4 separate regions of the Mus musculus genome follow, and regions 1, 3 and 4 are each linked to region 2. Evidence: chromatin contacts called from public promoter capture Hi-C data. All regions are on one chromosome and are shown on one strand. Each heading gives the region's core, a stretch centred on a gene start, on an enhancer-like site or on the middle of the called end of the contact. The rest is flanking DNA. Distances are from core to core; before and after follow the strand shown.

Evidence for each region. Promoter capture Hi-C pulls out the DNA fragments that hold promoters and counts their contacts.
Region 1: a contact with region 2 is called in a promoter capture Hi-C map of stem cell-derived epiblast-like cells, with 3 times the contacts expected there. The contact joins the promoter of 2310061I04Rik here to the enhancer-like site in region 2. A contact is called at or near these places in 9 of 39 promoter capture datasets (the 3T3-L1 cell line, 3T3-L1-derived adipocytes, the SN4741 cell line and 4 more), 3 of 484 Hi-C or Micro-C datasets (the G1E-ER4 cell line and embryonic stem cells) and 1 of 115 datasets of contacts at active chromatin or transcription factors (embryonic stem cells).
Region 3: a contact with region 2 is called in a promoter capture Hi-C map of stem cell-derived epiblast-like cells, with 4 times the contacts expected there. The contact joins the promoter of Nrm here to the enhancer-like site in region 2. A contact is called at or near these places in 12 of 39 promoter capture datasets (the 3T3-L1 cell line, the SN4741 cell line, cranial neural crest and 6 more), 19 of 484 Hi-C or Micro-C datasets (the N1E-115 cell line, cerebral cortex, cortical neurons and 4 more), 5 of 115 datasets of contacts at active chromatin or transcription factors (T-cell acute lymphoblastic leukemia, embryonic stem cells, forebrain and 2 more) and 1 of 9 other capture datasets (embryonic stem cells).
Region 4: a contact with region 2 is called in a promoter capture Hi-C map of stem cell-derived epiblast-like cells, with 3 times the contacts expected there. The contact joins two enhancer-like sites. A contact is called at or near these places in 6 of 39 promoter capture datasets (the SN4741 cell line, embryonic stem cells, hippocampal neurons and 2 more) and 2 of 484 Hi-C or Micro-C datasets (both in cortical neurons).

The regions. Positions count from the first base shown.
Region 1 is chr17:35,896,120-35,898,819 of GRCm38.p6, reverse strand. It overlaps 2310061I04Rik (RIKEN cDNA 2310061I04 gene), which reads left to right and starts at 1,442. Exons shown (of 6, transcript NM_001033630.1): 1 at 1,442-1,629. The coding sequence starts at 1,558. Atat1 (alpha tubulin acetyltransferase 1) reads left to right here. Exons shown (of 13, transcript NM_001142744.1): 11 at 353-432; 12 at 521-563; 13 at 905-1,225. The coding sequence ends at 1,079.
Region 2 is chr17:35,574,464-35,577,163 of GRCm38.p6, reverse strand. No RefSeq gene overlaps it. Among named protein-coding and RNA genes, the nearest start is that of 2300002M23Rik, 8.3 kb to the right of the region's middle. Within about 2 kb of position 1,388, at least 7 of the 459 cell types and tissues checked have an H3K27ac peak or open chromatin away from gene starts, as enhancers often do. A contact at or near this core is called in stem cell-derived epiblast-like cells, where this site is marked.
Region 3 is chr17:35,859,988-35,862,800 of GRCm38.p6, reverse strand. It overlaps Nrm (nurim (nuclear envelope membrane protein)), which reads right to left and starts at 1,483. Exons shown (of 4, transcript NM_134122.2): 1 at 1,284-1,483. The coding sequence starts at 1,416.
Region 4 is chr17:35,253,562-35,256,261 of GRCm38.p6, reverse strand. Ddx39b (DEAD box helicase 39b) reads right to left here. Exons shown (of 11, transcript NM_019693.3): 11 at 2,555-2,700. Among named protein-coding and RNA genes, the nearest start is that of Mir8094, 3.6 kb to the right of the region's middle. Within about 2 kb of position 1,356, at least 15 of the 459 cell types and tissues checked have an H3K27ac peak or open chromatin away from gene starts, as enhancers often do. A contact at or near this core is called in stem cell-derived epiblast-like cells, where this site is marked.

The DNA of each region.
Region 1 (2,700 bases), core at 193-2,692, 320 kb before region 2:
CTCGCCAGCCCCGAGTTCTTATATTTAAAAGAATCATTTTAAGGGAGTTCACACATTCAGGCACCATGGTTCAGCAAGCTCCTTCCTGCATGCCCAAGTGTTTTTGACATAATTAGATCACATCACACACCATCCCAGTTAGAGCAAAGCAACAGTGCAGGATGGTACAGGAAATCTTGAAGTATAAAATAAGCCCTCCCCTACCTTTGCTAGAAGTCTTAGACAAGAATCCTTTAGGGAGGTAGCTGCCCATCGTCTTTGTTCCCACGCTATCCCTCCTTTCTCCTCTGACCCCTCCATGCCACCTTTTCATCCTGAGCCTCTTCCCCTTCATCTCCCGTTTCTTCTACAGGGGGACTCCCTGGGGGCTGGTAGCCCAAAGCTGCCACTACAGCCGCCATGGGGGATTCAATACCTCATTCCTGGGTACAGGTAAGTAGCCACTTTTTCTTATTCTCCAACCAAATAGGTCACACACACATACGACTACAGTCTCCCTAGATGCCTGGTATTTCCACAGGCAACCAAGAACGGAAGCAGGGGGAACAGGAAGCGGAGGATAGGTGAGGTCTACACCTCCCCCTTAACAGCTGCCAGCACCTTCTGACACTGCCTAACACTACTCCTCCTGCTTCCTCCTAAGTCTGTGTGAACTGGATACCAGTTTCCCCCACACATCTTTCTACCTAACGTCGTATAAGCCTTCTTCCTTGTGGCTTGAATTCTGGTGTTTTTCCCCTCTGTCGTGCTCTGAGTACTTAAGTTTGGACACCGTGGTAACTGTCCCAGCCTTAAAACCCAACAGGTGTCTGTACATTACCCTGCACCCACAACCTTGAAGAATTGTCTCAGCGTAATTCCCCGTTAGCAGCTCTAACACACGCTTCATCTCCCTGCCCACCAGGTCGGCCAGTGAGGATCGGGTCTTGTTACTGGATGGGTCTGGGGAGGAGCCTACACAGACAGGTGCTCCAAGGGCCCAGGCGCCACCCCCCCAGTCCTGGACGGTGGGTGGGGACATAATGAACGCCAGGGTCATTCGAAACCTGCAGGAACGCCGCAGCACCAGGCCTTGGTAACCATGGCCAAAGCTTAGTCCTCAGTATGGATGCATTCATTCACTCATTCATTCAACAGGCCTGTCAGCCTCAGATCCTTTGTATCGTTATTTTTAACCAGAGCAATAAAAGTATTTATTTGTTATCACTATAGCTACCGACAAAAAGTGACTTGTCATTATTCAAATTCACATGCCCCTCAGTCTCTCTCCTGAAACTATATTCAGTCCTACCTCCCCTCATTTTGCTAGGCCTGACAAGAGGCTGCGCAGGCGCCCTGGGAGCGCCCCGGCCCGCTGTGCGCAAGCGCACTCCCGCGTAGCGGCGCCTGGGCTGCTGCGGGCCCGCTGTGCGCAGGCGCACGGTCTCTCCGTTTTCCTCCCTTAGCCCCGGCCCCCCCCTCCCTCCTTTCCCCTTCACGAAGCCGGCTCCGGGGCGCGCTGCCCGGCGAGGAGACGGAGACGGGACGCGGGAGGCGCCCGTTCACTCCCGGAACACCATGTACCGTCCGAGCCCGGGGGCCGCCCGGCGCCTCGGGCCCTGCCTCCGCGCCTACCAGGCGCGACCCCAGGTGAGGAGGGGCGGGCGGAGACCCTCCTCAGAGCCGGCCGAGGGGCGGGGCGCCGGGCCGCGCAGGCGCAGAGGCCCCCGCCGCCCCTGACCACCCGTGTGCTGCACGTGTGAGGGGCGCGGGGCCCGCTAGGGCCGGCGTTCCCGGTGAGGTCCGGGGAGCGGCTATCCCGGGTGGCCCCGGTCCCCGCCGTTCTTACCTGTGCCTGGAGGTGACTTGAAGGGCAGGGCAGAGAGGCCGGAACTGCGGGCCTGTGGTGCACCTGCAGAACGGTCCTGCCCGAAAGGCTGGCCGCTGCACCGGGTCGGGCTCCGGGGGACGGCGGGAGCACGGCCACGCCCCCGGCGACGGGGAAGGCTCCCAGAGGGCTCGGCCAGGCCCCATGGACCCCCTGCCCCTGGGGTTCCTGGGCGCCAAGGGACTTGGAATCAGGCTTGACCTCGGGTGACCTGCCATCCTTGCAGTAGCAGCGTTAGTGACCGAGTTCACCCTTCAGCAATCGGCCCGATTGTCATTTAATGGTGCAGAAAATGATAATATAGAATATATATGTAATATATAATGATAATAGCTTCCGTTTATGTACTACTTTATGGGTGACGAAGTTTATACATTCATCATCCTGTTATATAGGCCTCTCCTCTATTTACTGGAAACTGAGGTGCAGGCAGAGTGCCCAGAGGTTCCAACAGAGTCAACTCAGAACTATTCACACCTTCACTTGGATGTTCTTTGCCCTGCACAGCTCTATTTCAGAATCCTGATACATGTTATATATAGATCGCATCATTTCTCCCATGGAGCAGTAAACCAGGATAATGATGGAATCATAGGTGTTCTTTCTAAAGTTGGGGACGGTGGCCCTGGTGCTGTTGTCCTCCTGCGCTCTTTCCTCATGTCTCCCTTTCCTCTGGTAAACTCTCTTCTGCAGGTAGGACTTGAAGCTTCTGATCAGCCCAGCTGGGGTGGAGGAGCATGAGCTGATTTCTTGTTCCTTTGTTTGGTTTTGTTTTTTAAAACTAGGTCTGTGTAGCCCTGGCTGGCCTGGAATCCATGGTAGCCCCTACACCA
Region 2 (2,700 bases), core at 139-2,638:
GAACGAGGGGGCAGGACCATCCTGGAATCTGGATGCCTTTATTCTACCTGCTGGTCACTGTGGGCTTGCTCCAGCCTTCCCGGAGCTGAGGACATGGGCCAGCCTTTGCTTTCATTTGGTCAGTAGTTATTTGAAGTCTTAGCAAAACTATTTAAGTTAATATTCGCACGCGTGTGCAGATGCTCCTGAGCGTGAAGGTCAGAGGGCAACCTCCAGTGTGGTTTCTTCTCCAGTATACTATCCAGCCACCTTGTATTCTGAGATAGAGTCTCTCACTGGGACCTGGAGCAGGCTGATTCTCCATCGTGACTCCCAGGGACCCTATTGCCTCCTTCTCTCCAGCACTGGGGTTTATAACCATTCTCCATCACACCCAGCGTTTTAAAAATATTTATTATTGGGGCTGGAGAGATGGCTCAGAGGTTAAGAGCACCGACTGCTCTTCCAAAGGTCCTGAGTTCAAATCCCAGCAACCACATGGTGGCTCACAACCATCTGTAGTGGGATCTGATGACCTCTTCTGGTGTGTCTGAAGACAGCAATGGACTCACATAAAATAAATAAATAAATCCTTTTTTAAAAAGCTACAGTGTACTCATATAAATATAATAAATACGTCTTTTAAAATATTTATTTTTATTTTATGTGTATGAATGCACGCGTGTATATGCACTATGTTCATGCCTGGTGCCTGTGGAGGTTAGAAAAGGGCATTGGATCTCCTAGAACCGTAGGTAAAGATGGTTGTAAGCTGCCATGTGGGTGCTGGAAAACAAATTGAGGTTCCCTTTGCAACAACAGCCAGTGCTCTCAACTGCTGAGCCAGCTCTCCAGCCCCACTCCCAGCTTTTTAATGCATAAGCTGGAGATCAGACTCAGGTCGCCATGCCTGGGAGGCAGCACCTGACCCACAGACCATCTTACCAGCTCTTTTACAGCAACTTTTAAAAGCACCACAGACAATTCAGTTTTAGTTTTCCTCTGAAGCAAGCACACCTTCCCTTTCCCGTCTGTCTATCCATCCCTGACCCTGTTGTCTGTCTATCCCTGACCCCGTAGTCTCCTAAGTCGCCCCAGATTTTGTGAACACCCTCTGGAACTAGAATCTAGTGGGCGGATGGACCATTTACTAGACGGAGGTAGAGGTGGGTGGATGCGAAGCACAGGGTGCATAGTCAGCCCGGTTTTAAGGGCAGGTCACTTGGTAGGTCAGCAGGCGGGTCAGTGGGCGGGTGCCTGCAGCATTTATGAACTTATTTGGCCCAGCAAACATTTTGAGTGTCAGGCCGTGCCTACCCAAGGTGAGGGTAAGGAGCAAAATCAGCCCAGCCCAGAGCACTGGGTGGCTGGCTACACAGAGCCGACCTCTAATGCGCGCTCCGGGTCGGGATGGCACTCAGCTCACCTTTAGGGAGTGATGATCTGGATGCCTGGCTTGGAGGTGACAGAGCCTGCCCTTATGAGACAATTAAGAGACTGACTAAGCACCCGGCAGGAGGCCACGAGAATCCCCATGTGAGAAAGAAGAGCATAAACAGGAAACACATTTAATAATTAAACAAAGATAACTCCCTCGTGTGCGCGCACCGGGCCAGCCCCTATAGAAACATCTGAGGAGTCACTTCCTCCCATGACTCTCGCCCGCCCGGCCGGCTGGAGTCGGCTCCTGGCAAGCTTCAGGCACCTCAGTTGTCCTGAATACACACAGCACCCTTTCCTTACTGAAGCCCCTGAGAGCCTCCAGTTCTCCCTCCTTGCTCACCCACACTTCCTCCCTCCCGGCCCCTTCAGCGTTCCAAGGGGTAAATGTGGGCTGGGAAGACAGCTCAGCAGTGGAGAAATCGGGGTGCAGGTCAGTTGCTGCATAGACACACAGGTACACACACATATACAAAATTAAAAAAAAAAAACCCAACAGTTTCTTTGAGATAAAGACTCATTATGTAGCATTGACTGGCCTAGAACTCATAGAGATCCACATGCCTCTGTCTCCCAAGTGCTAGGATTAAAGGTGTGTACCATCGTGCCTGGCAAAAGTTTTAAAGAACACACACACACAGACACACACACACACACACACACACACATATGTGTGTGTGTATATGTATATATACACACAGATATTAAAGAGTTACATATTCTTTATATATTGCATATTATATATTATATTACATATCACATTATATATTACACATTAAACATTACCTATTACATCTATTACATGTTATATATTTTATATTATATATTAAATTTATATATATACATATATACAGACACACACATACACATAAATGAGCATTGGGAAGTAGAGGCAAGAGGTCTTAAGAGTTCCAGGCTACTCCTAGTTACACAGCTAGTAGAAGGCCAGCCTGGGTTACATAATAGATGCCTCGAAAACAAAAACAAAACAATTAAGTAAGATACAATGTATATAAATCATCAAATTCGGGAACCTTATATCATTTGTCTACCTTAAAGGTAGTCAGCAGATGAATTAATTAGTTCTCTTTATTTCCAGTCCTGGAGACCAAACTCAAGGCCCCATGCACGGCAGGCAAGTGCTCTGTCACTAGGCTACGAGCTTATTTCCCAGGAGAAAAGCATCTTACCACCAGCTTTCATCTGATGCCAGCACCTTGTCTGTGGTTCAAATCCTAGTCTCCGCTTAAGGAGATGAAGGTCTCATGTGTCCAGAGAGAT
Region 3 (2,813 bases), core at 234-2,733, 290 kb before region 2:
CTGGTCTACAGAGTGAGTTCCAGGACAGCCAGGGCTACACAGAGAAACCATGTCTTGGAAAACCAAAAAAAAAAAAAAAGAGAGAGAGAGAGAGAGAGAGAAAGAGAGAGAGTGCATTGGCTAGGAGGCAGAGGCAGGTGGATTTTTAAATTCGAGGCCAGCCTGGTCTACAGTGAGTTCCAGGACAGCCAGGGCTATGCAGAGAAACCCTGTCTCCCCCCTCCCCCCTCAATAAGCACTGGCTGCTCTGGCTGCTCTTCCAGAGGTCCTGAGTTCAATTCCTAGCTACCACATGGTGGCTTACAACCATCTGTAATAGGATCTTATGCCCTCTTCTGGTGTGTCTGAAGACAGCTAAGGTTTACTCATATACATAAAATAAATAAATCTTAAGAAAGAAAGAAAGAAAGAAAGAAAGAAAGAAAGAAAGAAAGAAAGGCATGGTGGCCCACACCTTTAATCCCAGTACTCGGGAGGCAGAGGCAGGCGGATTTCTGAGTTTGAGGCCAGCCTGGTCTACAGAGTGAGTTCCAGGACAGCCAGAGCTATACAGAGAAACCCTGTCTCAAAACACCAAAATAAATAAATAAATCTTAAAAAAAAAAAAAAAAAAAGAATACATAGGCCTCTGAATTCCAAGCCAGCTGGGGATACATAGAAATACCCTGAAAAAAAAAACCCAAAAACAAACAAACAAACAACTCAAGGTTGTCCTTCAGCAGCCGTTTGCACTGCACACACAGGAGCACAAGCACACATTCCACAATTATATTCATTCACACACACACACACACACACACAAGCAAGCAAGGAGACTAGGGAAGTGGTCTTTGGTGTGGTTTTCTTGTTTGCTTTTCCAAGACAGGGTATCTCTACATACATAGTCCTCACTCAATAGATCAGGCCTTGAAATCAGTAATGATAGACCTTCAATCAAGAGATCCGTTTGCCTCTGCCCCCTCCAATAATAGGGTTAAAGGTGTGAGCTACCACATCTCGCTGTCTGGGGTTTTCTAGCAGCGTTTCCCCTTTTTTATCTTTCTCCTTCCCCTGGCTCTCCTCACAAAACCCCACCCCCACCCCGGGCCGTACTCTGTCAGTCTTCACTCGCAGCTTTCTGCACAAGACTAATCTTGGAGTTTCTGATTTAGCCTCCGCTCCCTTCCCAGCAGCGCCTCCCAGCTTTGGCGGTTTCCCTGTCATTTGTTTCCATGCCCCGCCCTCGCCACGCTGCTTCGGCTCCTCCTCTCCGCTTCAGCTCGCCCTGGATCCCTGCGGCTCACCGGGACCGCCAGACTCCGGGATCCCTCCAAGCAGCGGCCTCAGGGAGGTGAAACGCACGAATTCCACTCCGGTGCCAAAGGCCAGGATGAAGGAGGCGAGGGCCGCAGGAACCAGCAGCAGCGCCGGTGCCATGGCGAGCAGCGCGGAGCCTGAGGAGAAGGCGGGCTCAGGGTTCCCGCGACTGCTGGCCCTGCCCAGGTCCCGCCTCCTTGGGGGTGCTGGCGGCAAGGCGGGGACCGCGAGCGGCGCGTCACAGCGCGGAGTTGGAATCCCAGGCGTCGTCAGGGCAGCTGGTCTGCGGCTACCCTTGTGGGTCGAATCTCAGCGCTGTCAGTGTTCTCGAGGAAAGTGAAGACAGAGCCTCCCTTGCGTGGAAACATAAAGAACATCTTGTTTTTAAAGATAATCACTCCTTATTCTCCAGCCTCAATCCCTGATGTGCTGGGGTTACAAACGGCGCCACCCCGCCCAACATAGATTTTTGTATAGTGACCGTTTTAGAGCTGGGTGTGGTGGCTCGTGCCTGTAATTCCAGTACTCGGAAGGGTGAGGCAGGAGAATTTGAAGTTAGCTTGGACTGCATATGGAGACCGGTTCCGAAAAAGCCATTAAAAAAAAAAAGAGAGAGAGAGAGACAAGGTCGGGAGATGGTGGCATATGGATCTCCAAGTTCCAGGCCAGCCTGGCCTATATAGTCAGTTCTAGGATAGCCAAAGGCTACACAGAGAAACCCTGTCTCTAAAACCAAAGACCGAGTAATGAAAGGCTCAATCACCATAGCTATCCAAGTACAGGGTCCTCAGAAGACAAGAGCTGATTCTCTCAGATTACAGATAGAGCAAGGGCAGGGAGGCTGGTTGCTCCCAAGACGTCTGGACCAAGTTCTAATGCATTGTATAGCACTTTTCCTCCCCACCCTGATCTCTGCTTGGGAAATGTATTGAGTGGGCTCCATCTGTGAATGTTTTTGAAGAAGTTCTGTACTTACATTTATTTTGCCTTTATGTGTATTGATGTTTTGCTTGCAACTATGTGAGTGTCAGATCTTGGAGTAACAGTGGTGAGCTGCCATGTGGGTGCTGGTATTTGAACCCAGGTCCTCTGGAAGAGCCCAGTACCCTCAACCACTGAGCTCTCTCCAGCCCCCACTTGGACTGCTCAAAAAAAAAAAAATGTATATATATTTTTAATGGCAGAATCTAGCCAGGTGGTGGTACACGCCTTAATGGCAGAATCTTCATGTAGCGCAAGATGGCTTCGAACTTGCTGTTATGTAGCTGAGAATCATCTTGAGCAGATCCTCTTGCCTCTGCCTCCAAGTGCTGGGATTATGGCCTAGCATCACATCCTGGCTCCACTGATCTTCTAGACACTGTGAAGTGGTCCCAGAAGAGCTTATAGGTGGGAAACAAGCAGTTGACTATGTGTGGTTTCTCTTTAACCTGTTTCCTCCTTAAATCATAATGCAAGCTCTAGGGAGGCAAATGCCTAAGGCTCACTGTCCATCCAGCCCAGCCTAAGGGTGCCCC
Region 4 (2,700 bases), core at 107-2,606, 320 kb after region 2:
TGTTTTGCTTGCATGCACATCTGTGCATCATATGCATGCTGTATCCACGGAGCAACATTACCCACAGAAAACACTGAATCTTTTTTTTTGAGACTTTAAATCTCACCTTATGTATGAGCATTTTGTCTGTATATATGTCTGTGCACCATGTGTGTGGAGTGCCCATGGAGGCCATAACAAGGTGACAGATCCCTCCCCTGGAACTGGAATTACAGATGATTGTGAGCTACCACGTGTGTGCTATGAACCAAACTCATGTCCTCTGCGAGAGCTGCCAGTGCTCTTAACCACTGAGTGACCTCTCCAGCCTCACCATCTGATTCGTTTTTACATAGATCTGGGGGCTCATTAGCTCCTACTGCAGCTGCCACCTGCAAGAACATTTCTAGAGATAGTTGGAAGAGGGCAGCAGCTGTTTTGGTGTTTTGGAAGAGTTAAGGGGTTGCACCGATTATAGGATTTGAATCTTGGACTCTCCTGTTAGACATTGGCCTCTTGCTTGCTAGGGCTTTTATGGAGACTGTACTGTGTGAGGACCAACCTCACAGTGACATGTCACAGGGTTTCTATTGCTGTGGTAAACACCATGACCAAGGAATCTTGGGGATGAGAGAATTTATTTGGCTTATACTTCCACATCACTGTCCATCATTGAAGGAAGTCAAAACACAGAAGGAACCTAGCGGCAGGAGCTGATGTGAAGGCCATGGAAGGCTGCTTACTGGCTTGTTCAGCCTGCTCCCCCAACCCCCACCGCTGTGATTGAGTTTCTCTGACAGCTCTGGAAGACCAGGCTGGCTTTGAACTCATAGAGATCTGCCTGCCTCTGCCTCCCAAGTGCTGGGATTAAAGGCGTGCACCATCATGCCCTTTCATTTTTTCCATTATGTATTCACTTTGCAGCACCCCATCTCCTCCTAGTCCCCTCCTCACACATTCCTTCCCCATCCTCCCTCCCCTTTCCAAGAATGTGCCCAGTCCCGCTTTCTTATAGAACCCAGGACCACCAGCCCTTCTCCAACAATCACTAATTAAGAAAATGCCTTACAGGCTTGCCTGCAGCCCAGTCCTATGGAGGAATTGTCTTAATTAAGGTTCCCTCCTGTGATGGACATAGCTTGTGTCAAGTTGACATATAAAACTATCCAGCACACGTGACTGGGCAAAGGGAACCCTAATGGTAATTGTCTTGAGTGGGGAAACCTAGCAAGTCTTCTGGCTTTCTCTGTGAACATCCATCCCTTCCCACCAGGATGTGGTGGCCAGATCTCTTCAGAAATGAGGATCTCAGGAGCAGAGGGCTAAGGGGCAGGAGCACTTGCTCTCAAGTCAGGTGGCTCACAGCTCCTGGTAACCTGCTCCTCGGGACCCAGCACCCTCTGCTGGCCACCATAGGCAATGCACACTTAGTGCATTTAGATAGATGCTGTCAAAACTTAATAAACTATTTTGAAAATAAAAACAAAGAATGAAACGGAGACTGAAGCATTTGGCTGTATGTATAGTTCCGCCTGATGAGACCCTGACTGTGGGGAAGCTCTTCGGCGCAGAGACCAACCTCCTCTTTGCTATCCCAGGGAGGCATAGAGAGGTACAGGCAGGGGCACAGAAGGTATGAATGAGACTTTTGCTCAAACCTTAGAGCAGAGGCCTGTGCTCTGGGGCATGTCTGAAGAAATGGGTGTCTCCCCCAAGTGACCTGGAGTAATACCATCCACCCCTTCTGAGGCACGCCCACCCACATGGCATCCATCACAACACCCAATTGTGCTGAGGCTAAGGGTGCAACTGCAGTTGTATGGATCTGAGATCTCAAGCCAGCAACACAAGTTCCAGCCTGTCAGGTCAGAGCGGGCAGGGGGCCCATGGGCCGGTGCCTTAGCAATGCCTGGCCCTGAAGTGCAATCAAGGTCTACAGAGAGGCGGTTCCGGTTCCAGGGAGCAGCAGCTCAGGTCTGTTACTTTCACCTCCCACCTCCGGCCCCCCCACTGCCAAGAACCCCAAGATAATCCTGCAACAGGCCCGCTCTACCTCAGATGCACGGCTGAGGTAAGAAGCTGCCTGGGCTTCACCTATGACCTTCTGAGCCTCAGACCAAAAACAGAAAGGGAAGGCAGGCCAGACCTCTCCACAGCTTCCCAAGGCTTCCAGCCCCTGCCCTGGTTGACACTTAGTCCAGCTAGGGACTCCAGGCTCTTTACACAGCTAAGCTGCCAGTATGCGTGTGTGTGTGTGTGTGTGTGTGTGTGTGTGTGTGTGTGTGTGTGCGCGCGCGCGTGAATGCGCATGCACGCACACGCCTGTGCACACATGCCTGTGCACACACGCTCAGGCATGGCCTACCAGGCCCCGCTTAGATACCTGGGAGATACAAGAAACTCAGCTGAAGGAGCTGAGGTACCAGGACGTGGGGCTTGCTCTCTTTACCTCCGGGCCCCAGCAGTGTCCCAGCCTCCCTGTCCACAGCCACCTTAGAAAGAAGACAATGACGCTGCCCCACAACCCGGCTCACGGCCCTCAGAATGACCCTGGTTCAAGCCATGAACAGAGCACTTACAGACACCACAGACACGGTTGTTTCATTCTTAGTTTTGTTAAAAAACAAAAACAAACAAACAAACAACTCTGATAAATCAGGACTAGGTTTAGGAGTGGTGGTGACGCAGAGAGAAGCATAGATAGGGTGGGCAGAGGCGTCG